Regions from separate parts of the Hordeum vulgare genome. Here region 1 is linked to region 2. The links are chromatin contacts, called in public Hi-C maps. All regions are on one chromosome and are shown on one strand. Each heading gives the region's core, a stretch centred on a gene start, on an enhancer-like site or on the middle of the called end of the contact. The rest is flanking DNA. Distances are from core to core; before and after follow the strand shown.

The links. A called contact is a pair of places that touch in the nucleus more often than the background predicts.
Region 1: a Hi-C map of seedling shows a contact between it and region 2, with 6 times the contacts expected there. The contact joins the promoter of LOC123448955 here to the promoter of LOC123448954 in region 2. A contact is called at or near these places in 1 of 6 Hi-C or Micro-C datasets (seedling) and 1 of 1 datasets of contacts at active chromatin or transcription factors (embryo).

Annotation. Positions count from the first base shown.
Region 1 is chr4H:459,715,181-459,720,722 of MorexV3_pseudomolecules_assembly, forward strand. It overlaps LOC123448955 (two-component response regulator-like PRR73), which reads left to right and starts at 1,909. Exons shown (of 9, transcript XM_045126009.1): 1 at 1,909-2,122; 2 at 2,614-3,040; 3 at 4,077-4,238; 4 at 4,358-4,491; 5 at 4,638-4,814; 6 at 5,204-5,384; 7 at 5,468-5,542. The coding sequence starts at 2,716.
Region 2 is chr4H:459,259,192-459,265,081 of MorexV3_pseudomolecules_assembly, forward strand. It overlaps LOC123448954 (50S ribosomal protein L10, chloroplastic-like), which reads left to right and starts at 4,173. Exons shown (of 1, transcript XM_045126008.1): 1 at 4,173-5,136. The coding sequence starts at 4,271. The coding sequence ends at 4,927.

The DNA.
Region 1 (5,542 bases), core at 659-3,158, 450 kb after region 2:
GACCTACTCGTGGGTTTCAGGATCTCCCAACCATTTTGATCGTGGGTCAATGGTCATCTTCAAAGACTTTGGACCTGAACAAAATGACGGGACTATTCGAGGGCGGTTACATAGATTTGCATGAGCTCGCTCTGTGATCTTACATTGAAGAGCTACCGGAGCATGCATGGGAGCAAGGATCTCCTAGGAGCACAAGATTTTCTCCCGTATTTATCATCTCCATCTTCAAGTTCATAAACAAACTAAAGTAAGCTGAACCAATAATTAATAGTTAATACCATAGTGAGCGGTAGGAACGGTGAAAGATATAAAAAATGAAAAATACACCGACAACCACAAATGGTAGAATCTGCTATAGTGGTGGTTAATATCATGTTTTGTCAAAGGTCCCTCATGTAGGGGAAACTGATCGTTCACTTAGACAACGTTGAACTAGCGAATAATTGTGTTATTTTCAGGCATTCTCTTATAATGACCTTCATGCGATCGAAAAAACACATCGTTGCACCGAAAACTACCTAAAAAGTTGTCATGGTAGAAAAGAGAAAGGATTGACATGGTACATAGAGAAAATTGCCATGAGCATCTAGAAAAGCACCATGCTACAATATAGAGACTTGCCATGGTGCAATTTGAAGATTTCCCTTGTTGTAGGTAGAGAATTGCTATGCTAAAATATAGATATTTTCGGTAAAGGATTGTCATGTTGTCGTGTGAAAAGTTGGCATGTCATGTTGTAGAAAAAACAGTGTACATACGGATGCGGGTGCGTGTGTGTGTGCATGCGCATGCATTTGTGTGCAACGAAGCATTATTCGTCCTTGTCCGTTCCAGTGAGAGGACCAAGCACTTTGAGATTCGCACGCGAGATTCGACGTATATGAAGGCGTTTGTGCAAAAACAACAACAAACTGATGTTAGTTCATTGGCATTTAGGTTTGTCAATTTTATTTATTTATTTATTTTATGGTTGCTACTTTTAGTATAAAACTATTTTAATTCTCATGATGGCTAAAGAAACAAAAGGTTATTCTGACATCATTTGACAGTATTTTTTGTGTGGGATGTATTTCAAGAGGTGGTCAACTAAAAATGCTAAATTTCTCAGTCGTTACTTCTGGATTAGCAAGATTCTATAAATGAAACTTGGCACAACACGGCTGAAGCACCATAAACTAAGGCAACAAAATATTAATAGATTTGAAAAATACTTTCTCTGAAAAATACTCCCTATGTAAAGAAATATTAGTGATAAAAAAAGATTTTATTTGCTGAACTCATATTTCTTCACGGAGGAGTAGAATATTGATAAAAAACCAAGCTCACAAGTGTGCGGCTCAGATTGACTGAGAATTCCCTGTATTTCAGAAACAAGGGAAACTTGTTTTTTCTTCCCAAAGAAAAGCGACTGCATGAGGTCTCAAAACGTGCGGATGAGACGAAGCGTTCCTGCTCAACAGAAGGGGAAAAAACGAAGCCAGAAAAGGCGAAACCGTACTCCAGTCCACAGATCGCTCTCCAGCCTCCAACCCCGTCCCTTTCTTTACCTGAAAAAGAAAAACCCAATCCATGCCTAAACGCCGTGAAGACGTGATGAGGGTACGCCGTGACGATCTTTCCCGCGGCGCCCCTCCCGGGCCCACTGTCAACTACAGCAGCCGCCAGCCCGCACCTACCGGATTGCGTCGCCCGGCCCCGCCCGGCAGCGGCGGAGCCCCACGCCGCGCTCCACGTGTCGGGGCTCCCCGGGCGAGATCTGACGGGCCGACGGAGCGCGCGGCTTTAGATTTCGTCGGATCCCGGCGGGCCGCGGGGCCCGCCCGCCCCCCTCCGGCCCTCCCACGCCTCCACTTGCTCCACGTCATGGTCACCCCGTTATCTATTTCCTCCCTCTCCTCCCCTCGCCTTCTCTTCTCCCTTCCTTCAGCACCACCACTTCTCTCTTCTCTTCTCTTCTCTTCTCCTCTCCTCTCACCACAGAGCCCAGGCTCAGTTTTATCTCACGTCTGGTCCTCGTAACGCCCCGCCGGGTTCTGGAAACATCCACGGCTACTTTCACGCGCGGGTCAAAGCTCGCGCGCCCACGCCCATGCCGCCACCGCCCGCCCCTCGACCTCCCACGGTGCGCGCCCTTCCCGCTAACAACCCCGGGCGCCCGTCCTTTTCTTTTCTGGTTTGCTTTAGTTGGTTCCGGGGCGGGGGTTCGGGACCTCCGAATCCGGTGGATCTCGGCCGCCCGCCGCCGGAATCCGGCACGGGTGGAGCTGCTCTGCCTCGTCGGGTCGAGTCGCGGTGGGAGTTTGACGCTTGGTTTACCTGTCTGATTCCGTTGAAAGCCCGAGTACTGCTGATGCAGTCTAATTTTATCTCGTCAACAGGACTATTTCTTCAGACTTTTAAGCTCCTATATATAATCTCTGAACTACGCTGATCTCTGCTCTAGTAACTACCGATTTTGCACGGTAAATCCATTGTCCAAACATTAGCATCGCGCGCCGATCCTTGCCAATTTCGTACGGTGCGCGCGTCGAATGCCGACCAACTGTCCATAATTCGAAGCATATCTCGCGTTCGTCATAGATTCGACCTTTGATCCATGCGTGCTTCTTGCAGATTCCAGTAGTTGGATGCAGCATGCCCATTTCTGAACCCACCGTAGGGCATGCTCCGTCGTCCGTGAACCGTCGCTAGTTGCGAACGCCACGGATCCAGCTGATGGTGAGCGCCGGTCAAGCTGGCGCGGACGGACCTTCCAGCAGTGATATTAGGGGGATCGGAAACGGCGCCGTAGAGAATCAGAACGGCCATGCCCTCAAGCCAAACGAGGACAAGGAATGGAGGGGCGGCAGCAAGGAAGAGGACTGGCCCAGTACGCACAGTGCGCCGCCAGGCTTGGACGAGCACAAGCAGCAGCAGCAAGACCGGGTCATCCGCTGGGAGAAGTTCCTGCCGGTCAAGACACTAAGGGTCTTGCTAGTGGAGAACGATGACTGTACCCGACATGTTGTCCGTGCTCTGCTCCGTAAGTGTGGCTATGAAGGTAATGCCCTGCAAATTTAAACTTCTAGTTTCAAGTAAATTATTAAATTGGATTTTGATCTTTTATAGTACTAGTTTGTCTAGGTCTGTTAGAGGCTAGAGTCTTCATGTTATTGTATTTTTCCTTCCTCTCTTTCAGTTCTAGATTTGACTTCGAGTTGATTTTGAACTTATAGTGCGACCATACATCTATCACATCATTTATACAGGGGGATACAGAGGCGGAGGTTATCCTCCTTTTCCAAAAATAACAATACAAGGGGATACTGGAATTGCTTATTGTGGAAAAGGGGAAACTGACATGACATTGCTTGTTGTGAAAAAAGAATGCATTGCGCATGCTAAAATAAGAGCAATGATTTTGATGGCACATCCTAATTGATCATAGCTAAAGACACCATGATGCCGACCTGTATTTAGAACATGAGATCTTCATTCAATTCCCAGTCAGCAATTAGTTGATCTGGCTATTAGTTTTACTTCAGTGGAAGAAGGTCCCTGATGGCGAATGCTCCTGTCTTGGTGCATCAGTTGATGGGCATGGTCAATCTTGATCAGTCAGCATAGTTTTGTTAACTGTTAACATGGATGAATGCATAAATGGCCAGGAATTTTGTTAGAAAAATGCCAAGGCGAGCACCAACACCGAGAAAGTAAAATCAAATAGCCAACTGACATTTGGTCTTGCTGCTAATTGAAATCAGTGCAACTGAAGTGATTTGACAAGGCCTTAATTTATTCCCACTCTCACGAGCTAACTCTAAGAACTTTGCAAACTTGAGCCTAGTTATCTTTGAGCAATTTCTTGCCCTAAATTGGGTAAATACAAACTTTATTCAGGTGTCATGGATTTTTCTAATGTAAATTGTACGTTTGATGTGTTCGTTAATTCGGTCAGTACATTTATGATATTTCCTATTAGAATTATCCTTTCTTTTTATATTCAAAGGTGAAAGGTAAATCAATATTACTTTTCTTTGAAACTGTTTCAATTACGTTAGTCCATTGATTGCAAAATGCATATCTTTCCTTTGTAGTTATCTCTGCTGAGAATGGATTGGATGCATGGCAATATCTTGAAGATGTGCAAAACCGTATTGACCTTGTATTAACTGAGGTCGCCATGCCTTGTCTATCTGGCATTGGTCTGCTCAGTAAGATCACGAGTCACAGTATTTGTAAGGGCATTCCTGTGATCAGTAAGTAGTTTTCCTGCTCAACCATATTGCTCCAACAGATTCACACACTTATTTTGGTCCTTGCTAATTTATTAGTTTAAATATTCTTAGCTTCTAAAGCTTATGTTGTTTCCATGCAGTGATGTCTAAGAATGACTCAATGAGTACAGTCTTTAAGTGTCTATCAAAGGGAGCAGTTGACTTCTTAGTGAAGCCGATAAGGAAGAATGAACTTAAGACCCTTTGGCAGCACATATGGAGGAGATGCCACAGTGTAAGTTGCTTATTGTTGGTCTAGCTTATTTCATGTCGGAAAACCAAGCCCACAAAACCCACTATGGCATAGTTTCTTTGACCTACTTATTTATCTGGGTATCTTCTCTGATTATCACTCTGGAATTTGCCTTTTTCGGAATCTAGTCCAGTGGAAGTGAAAGTGGCATCCATATACAAAAGTGTTCCAAACCAAAGACTGGTGATGAATATGCGAAAAACAGTGGCGGCAGTCATGATGACGATGACGATGATGATGCTGATGATGACTTTAGTGTTGGGCCCAATGCTAGGGATGGCAGTGATAATGGCAGTGGCACTCAGGTATGTTGGTTACTTAAAATTGGAAGATACTTATTACTCATTAGAAGATTGTGATAGATGTGATATAAAGGGTATTAGTTGAATACTACTCGGAACAAATGTTTGACTCTTCCAAAATTAATAGGATTAATACCTCTACGAGTTGAAAAGCTATGTGTTAAGTACAATTTTTTCGTGCACATACTTTGTACTTCCTAGTTGCTAAAGATCAGACCCTATCACCCTAGACCTATTCACTTTGGGCATTTTACACCTTTTGTTTTAATGTCTCACCCTGAGTCCACCCTTAGAACTGAATAACAAAACGATGATGTTTGTGCCAATGTTTTTTAAAAGAGATCTCTTTTAAAAATCTATTCTCATGCCACTGATCTATTTTAAAAATGCAGAGTTCATGGACGAAGCGTGCTGTGGAGATTGATAGCCCACAACTTGTGTCTTCTGACCATCTATCAGATTCACCTGATAGTACTTGTGCACAAGTAATTCACCCCAGATCAGAGATAGGCAGCAATAGGTGGTTGCCGACTGCAAATAAAAGGAATATCAATAATCAAAAAGAAAAAAATGGTATCGTATTCTCACAGTATCCTTTATACAAAGTAAATACACCTTTTACTGTCTATGTCAACCAACTGCCACTTCTTGTGCAGATGACTCCATGGGGAAATACTTAGAAATAGGCGCTCCTAGAAATTCAAGTCTAGCGTATCAATCTTCTCCAAATG
Region 2 (5,890 bases), core at 2,923-5,422:
AATCGTCCCAAACCTCCAGGAGAGCCGTCAGGGGGTGCTTTGCCCGATTTGTGCAGATTTAGGGATTAAGTGAGCCAAAATTGAGTCGAGAGGGTGATGTAGTCAAAATCTGAGAGTTTGGGGGTTATATACATTTAACTCATTGGAGCACATGCTGGCGCCACTGCTTGCGCCAACGCACAGCCGGCACGGCTGCTCGTGCCCATGCGCGGCCGGGGCGATGCTGCTCGTGGTCGGAGAGGCTGCTCACGCCCACGCATGACCGGGGCGCCACTGTTCGTGACCGGCATGAATTCTGGCGCCCACGTGAGGCTGGGGCGCCGCTGCTCATGGGCCGCCTGGTGGCTGCTGCTGGCTTGACGACGGCGAGCTCGAGCCCGAGCAGCGCAACTGATGCTGCTCGTGAGCGGCGCAATGGCTGCTGCTCCGGATTTTGCCGCCCCTGTTCGACAATAGCGTCGCCCATGTACGACACTGGAGTCAGAGAAAGGAGCCACTGCCTCGGCTTCGGGCTTCTGCGGCTGCTGGCCTGCTCCATTGGAAATGGAGATCAGTAGAACCCGATTACATTTTTTCAGGGGTCTATTTACAAAATTAATAATGTATCGGGATGTAATTGACTTTTTTATTTGCCACGTCACCCTGCCCAGTGGGACCGACCTGTCATAATCTTACTTAAAATGTCCGATTCGAGCGACTAGGTTTTTTTTGCAAAAAATAGCCTGGAAATTGGTGTTCTTTGGCACAATTCCGTAGACTTGTGGTTTGTGCAATCCTAGCCTTCAATTAACTCGCACATGGGAAAAGGCAAGCACGACATCGTGGTCAAGGGCTCTTTTCATACACCACAAGGTTTAAGTGATATCATGGTTTGTAAGACTACAATATTTATGACTGCCAAACACATCAAAGTATATAGAACCATGTTTATTTCAAACAACCACAACATTATCATAAAACTCTAAAAATACTTCACATCCAAACATGGCCTAAATATTCTATTATGTAGAAATTTGTACAAAAACATTATTATATTATGTACTATAAATAAGACACATGATCACATTTATTTCATAATTTTATTTTTGCAAATGTATATAGGAGTATTTAATATTTTTCAATGTATATAGGATTTTTCATGACTATATTATTATACTTAACATAAGGAGTATACCAACCGTTCCTCAATTAGGCGGGATGAATGATGCTGGCAAGTCAGATATAATGAGCAAAACATAAACCTACAATCTTTCATATGGTACCTATCATATATGACTTTTTTTGGGAGTGGGAGGAGGGAGAGCAAGGCAGCGTGGGGCGGGGGAGCTAGGCGGCTCGTTGGGCCACCGCTCGACTGAGGCATTGCGACATCGTCAAAAAGTGAGGAAGGAGAGCAGGGGCGACAAATACTAAGTGCTCCCTCCTCCCGGAATTAGATGGAACGAGCAAGATTTTAAGAGTGTTTATTCCAAATTTCAAAGACATTTTTTTCAAAGCTTAAAGCCTTGTTTCTACCATGTATAACCAAATATATCACCACAATTCATGTGGAAAATTCAAATTCTCATGCCTAAACAATTTATAATTCACTGCATATAAATTATTTTTCTTGATATACTAAAAGAGAAAGCCAAGTAAGAAAATTAACTTACTGTTGTATGCGATGAGGCTCGCATGGATGACCTACCGAGCAAAGGAAAACAAAGGTGGCGCGTCGACACGAGTAACGATAGATGGCAAAAATAATGGATATTCCTGTATGTTTTTGTTTTTCCCGGTACATACACATGGTATTATTATTATATATATACATGTCTTCTTGACAAAAGTAATGGGTACTCAACTGAATATCCTTGAATTGAACTGCGTGTGCACCTTATCCTCCCTCCCTCCCACTTTTTTGGACAACTATATGTGCATCTCCTTTTTCCTCCCTCCGCTCAAAATGTGAATGATCCTACTTCTTTTCTAGTTCAAAGTTTTTTCAGTTTGACTAATTTTTTAGAAAATGTATATTAACATGTGCAATGTCAACATTGTTTTATTAATCTATCACGAAATATACATTTTGTAATGTATATATTTGGTGTTGTAAATATCGGTAACTTTGAAAGCACAAATGCTTCCTTGGTAGTTTTGATACTTAATGACAACATGCATTATCTCTTGAACCAATAGTTTTATTTAAATATCTCAGGAAAAGTCCAAAGATTGAAATGGCTAGGAAATTATGAGAAGAAACCCCTTGGAAGCAAAAGAACTCTTATTGGCAAAAGCTTCAGTACTCTGCATTTTGTTTTATGTGAGAAATCACAATTGAGTTCATTGGAAACCAATAATGTTAGGAGGGGATGAGGAACTAATGATGATCTGGTTGCTCAAGTGCTTAGAGATATGCCACCAAAAGCCTCAACCAAATTCTCACAAAAATATTATGTCCAAAACTCTAAACTACCCAAATTGGTGAAACCAAGATTTCCACTTCGTTCCCACCGAGTTTGCCACAGACATAACCTATGCCAAACGGTAGCAGCTAACCGAGATTGGATTCGGTGCAACTGAAAAAGTAGTGACCACCTCTCTATGTTCGAGATATTCAACTTCGAAACTTCCGAGTTATATATCTCGGAGCTACCTAAGGCCGGATCGGTCTCACCGAGCTGTTTTCATTCAATCTAACCGAAAAACCAAAAGTTGGGACATTTTGCACTAGTCGGTAGAACCGAGTTTTAACTTCGATTTCACCAAGTTGGGAAATAATGTTGTAACAATTGAATTTCTGGAGATGACTATAAATGCCCCTCCACCCCTCTCTTTTGCGGAGAGAGCACTCAGAACGTATCTACACTTCCACCATCCATTCTTTAAGAGATAACCACCTACTCATGTGTTGAGATCAAGATATTCCATTCATACTATACGAATCTTGATTTCTAGCCTCCTCAAGTTTCTTCTCACCCAATAATCCTCTTCTACCAAGCCAAATTCCGTGATAGAGTGATTGAGTGTCAAGGAGACTATCTTCTGAAGCATAAGAGCAAGGAGTTCATCATCCATACACCACCTATTACCTTTTGAAGGGTGATGTCTTCTAGATTGGTTAAGTGTTGATTGGGAGCCTCCAAATCATGTGGATTTGAACCAAGAAGTTTGTATGGGCAAGGAGACCGTCTACTTCGTGAAGACCTACCCCGAGTGAGGCTAGTCCTTCATGAACGTAAGCCATATTGAAATGGACAAGGTTGCTTCTTCATGGACCCTTCGTGGGTGAAGCCCTCCATGGACTCACGCAACCATTACCCTCCGTGTGTTGAAGTCTTCATCAATGTGGACGTACGATAACATCATCTATCGGAACCACGTCAAAAATCTCCATGTCTTCATTGTGTTTGATCTTCCAACTCTACCATTGATTATGCTTCTTGCAAATGCATGATATTTACATTCCGCTGATTGATCTCTAGATATGCATGTGTAGGAACTATTGGGTGCAACTTAACTTGTGCAAAAATCTGCTTAAAACTCAAGCCCTCTAAGACACCATTTCTCGACCCCACAACCTTTTCCTAGAAAATTACTCCCTCCGTTCGTAAATATATATCTTTTTAGATATCGCACCACGGATTACATACGAAACAAAATAAGTGAATCCACACTCTAAAGTATGTCTATATACATTCATATGTAGTCCTTAGTGAAATAATTAAAAAGACTTATATTTAGGAACGAAGGAAGTATATTCAACCACATTTTTAAACAAAAAGAGTAATTTTAAAGGAGAGTGAATATACATAACATAACTGTCTATAGCCCCCTCCTTCCAATCGCAGCTGAGAGCCAGACATAGTGCTCACTCGAATCGCGGAATATATGTTCACACAATCCAAGGACCACAATAGGTGGCGAACGTTCACTAGGAGGGATGATATTTGCGAACGTTCTTGCTGACAATTTTTTCATATTCATATGACATTTTCTTTAGAATAGTATGACAATTTCTTTAGAGAAACACTTTCTTTTAAAGTTGTCACCGTTTGATTTCGTTTCGTTAGTATAACTGCCAGGAAAATGCGTTCGCTAGACATCCCCTTCCAGGGAATGTTTGCCGGTTAGTGTTTTCGTAGTCCAAAAAGGTCTACGTGCACCGTGTCCACGAAAGAAACTACCCATCGTCTTCTCCATAGATAAGCTTTGTCCACTCCGCTCTATCCTCCTCGCCGTTTCTCCCCAACCCAACCCCCCGTACGGCGCGTCCGCCCGCCCCAGAAAAATGGAGACCTCCTTCCTCCCGACCGCGCGGCCCCTCCCGGCGTTCCAAACCCTAGCCGCAGCCCCGCGCTGCCCCCGCCCCCTGCGCCGCTCCACCATCCGCGCCGCCATCTCCCGCGGGCGCAAGGAGGACACGGTCGCCGTGGTCCGCGAGCAGCTGGAGGGGTGCTACCTCCTGGCCGGCATCCGCTACGAGGGCCTGACGGTGAAGCAGTTCCAGGGCATCCGCGACGCGCTGCCGGAGTCGTGCCACCTCCTGGTGGCGAAGAACACGCTGGTGGGGAAGGCCATCGAGGGCACCCCCTGGGAGGCGCTCAAGCCGTGCATGAAGGGCATGAACGCCTGGCTCTTCGTCCACACGGAGGAGGTCCCCGTCGCGCTCAAGCCCTACCGCGCCTTCCAGAAGGAGGAGCGCGTCGAGGAGACCAACGACTTCATCGGGGCGGTGTTCGAGGGCAAGTACTACGAGCCCGCCGAGTTCAAGTCGCTCGAGACCATGCCCAGCCGCGCCGAGGTCTACTCCAAGCTGCTCGGCGCCCTCAATGGGCCGGCCACCTCCCTCGTCACCACGCTGCAGGCGCCGGCCAGGGACGTCGTCGCCGTGCTCTCCGCCTACGTGCGCAAGCTCGAAGAGGAGTCCGGCGCCGGCGCCGCCTAGTGGCACTTGCCATATGGTTGTGCCTCCTGTCCTCTCATCTCACTCCTTGTCTGTACAATTCCTTGTACCTTTACTGTCTCCCGTTTGAATTGAATCACAAGTTTTCCCCTTCACAATGTGCGGCCTGCAATTGGACAGTTTCTCCTGCCTGCTGGTGTCCAAATTGGGATGAAATTGGGTTTGAATTGAATCACAAGTTTTCCCCTTCACAATGTGCAGCCTGCAATTGGGCAGTTTCTCGTGCCTGCTGGTGTTCAAATTGGGATGAAATTGGAAAGAAAGGATGGTTTGAGAATCGGGCAATGAACACCATCTTGATGAATAATTTGGTTTGTGCAAGAGCAAGTTTAATAGGGCAAGGACCCATGAAAAACAGTGAACTATATATGCTCCTAACAGCCGAATTGGATTTCAACTAGTGATGGCTATTCTCGTGTCAGCGTGTATCCAAAGGTTCAGGTCAAATTTCATTTTTCAGGCGACGGTGAGGCTTCGTCGCTCTGAAGTTAGACAAAATGTGAGTGTTTGTGCATCATAACTTGACCGTGGCTTCGCAGCCTCCACTTCCTGCTAAGAAACAACTCGAAGGATTCAGATTTTGGTAACACTACCTAGGAGTTGTTAATTCTTCGAATTAGATCTTTAAGTTTCTCCTTGATCGCCAAAACAACCATAAGTTGTGAAGAGAATTCCTTATTTGACACTCTCTTAAAATTGTGTTCCTTATTTGACACTAGAGAAAAATTTCTTCCCTATATGACCTCTAATCTTAAATTTTTTGCTTATATGACACTCTAGTGCATTTTGTACACGTGAAAATACCATTTTGCCCATATGTATAATGTGACCACAAATATGTATAAGATAATAGTTGTTTCAAGATAATATGACCCCAGAGGTATTTTAATATACACATATGCAAGCTAGCAGGCTGCTGGATCGATATGCAACATAGTTATTATT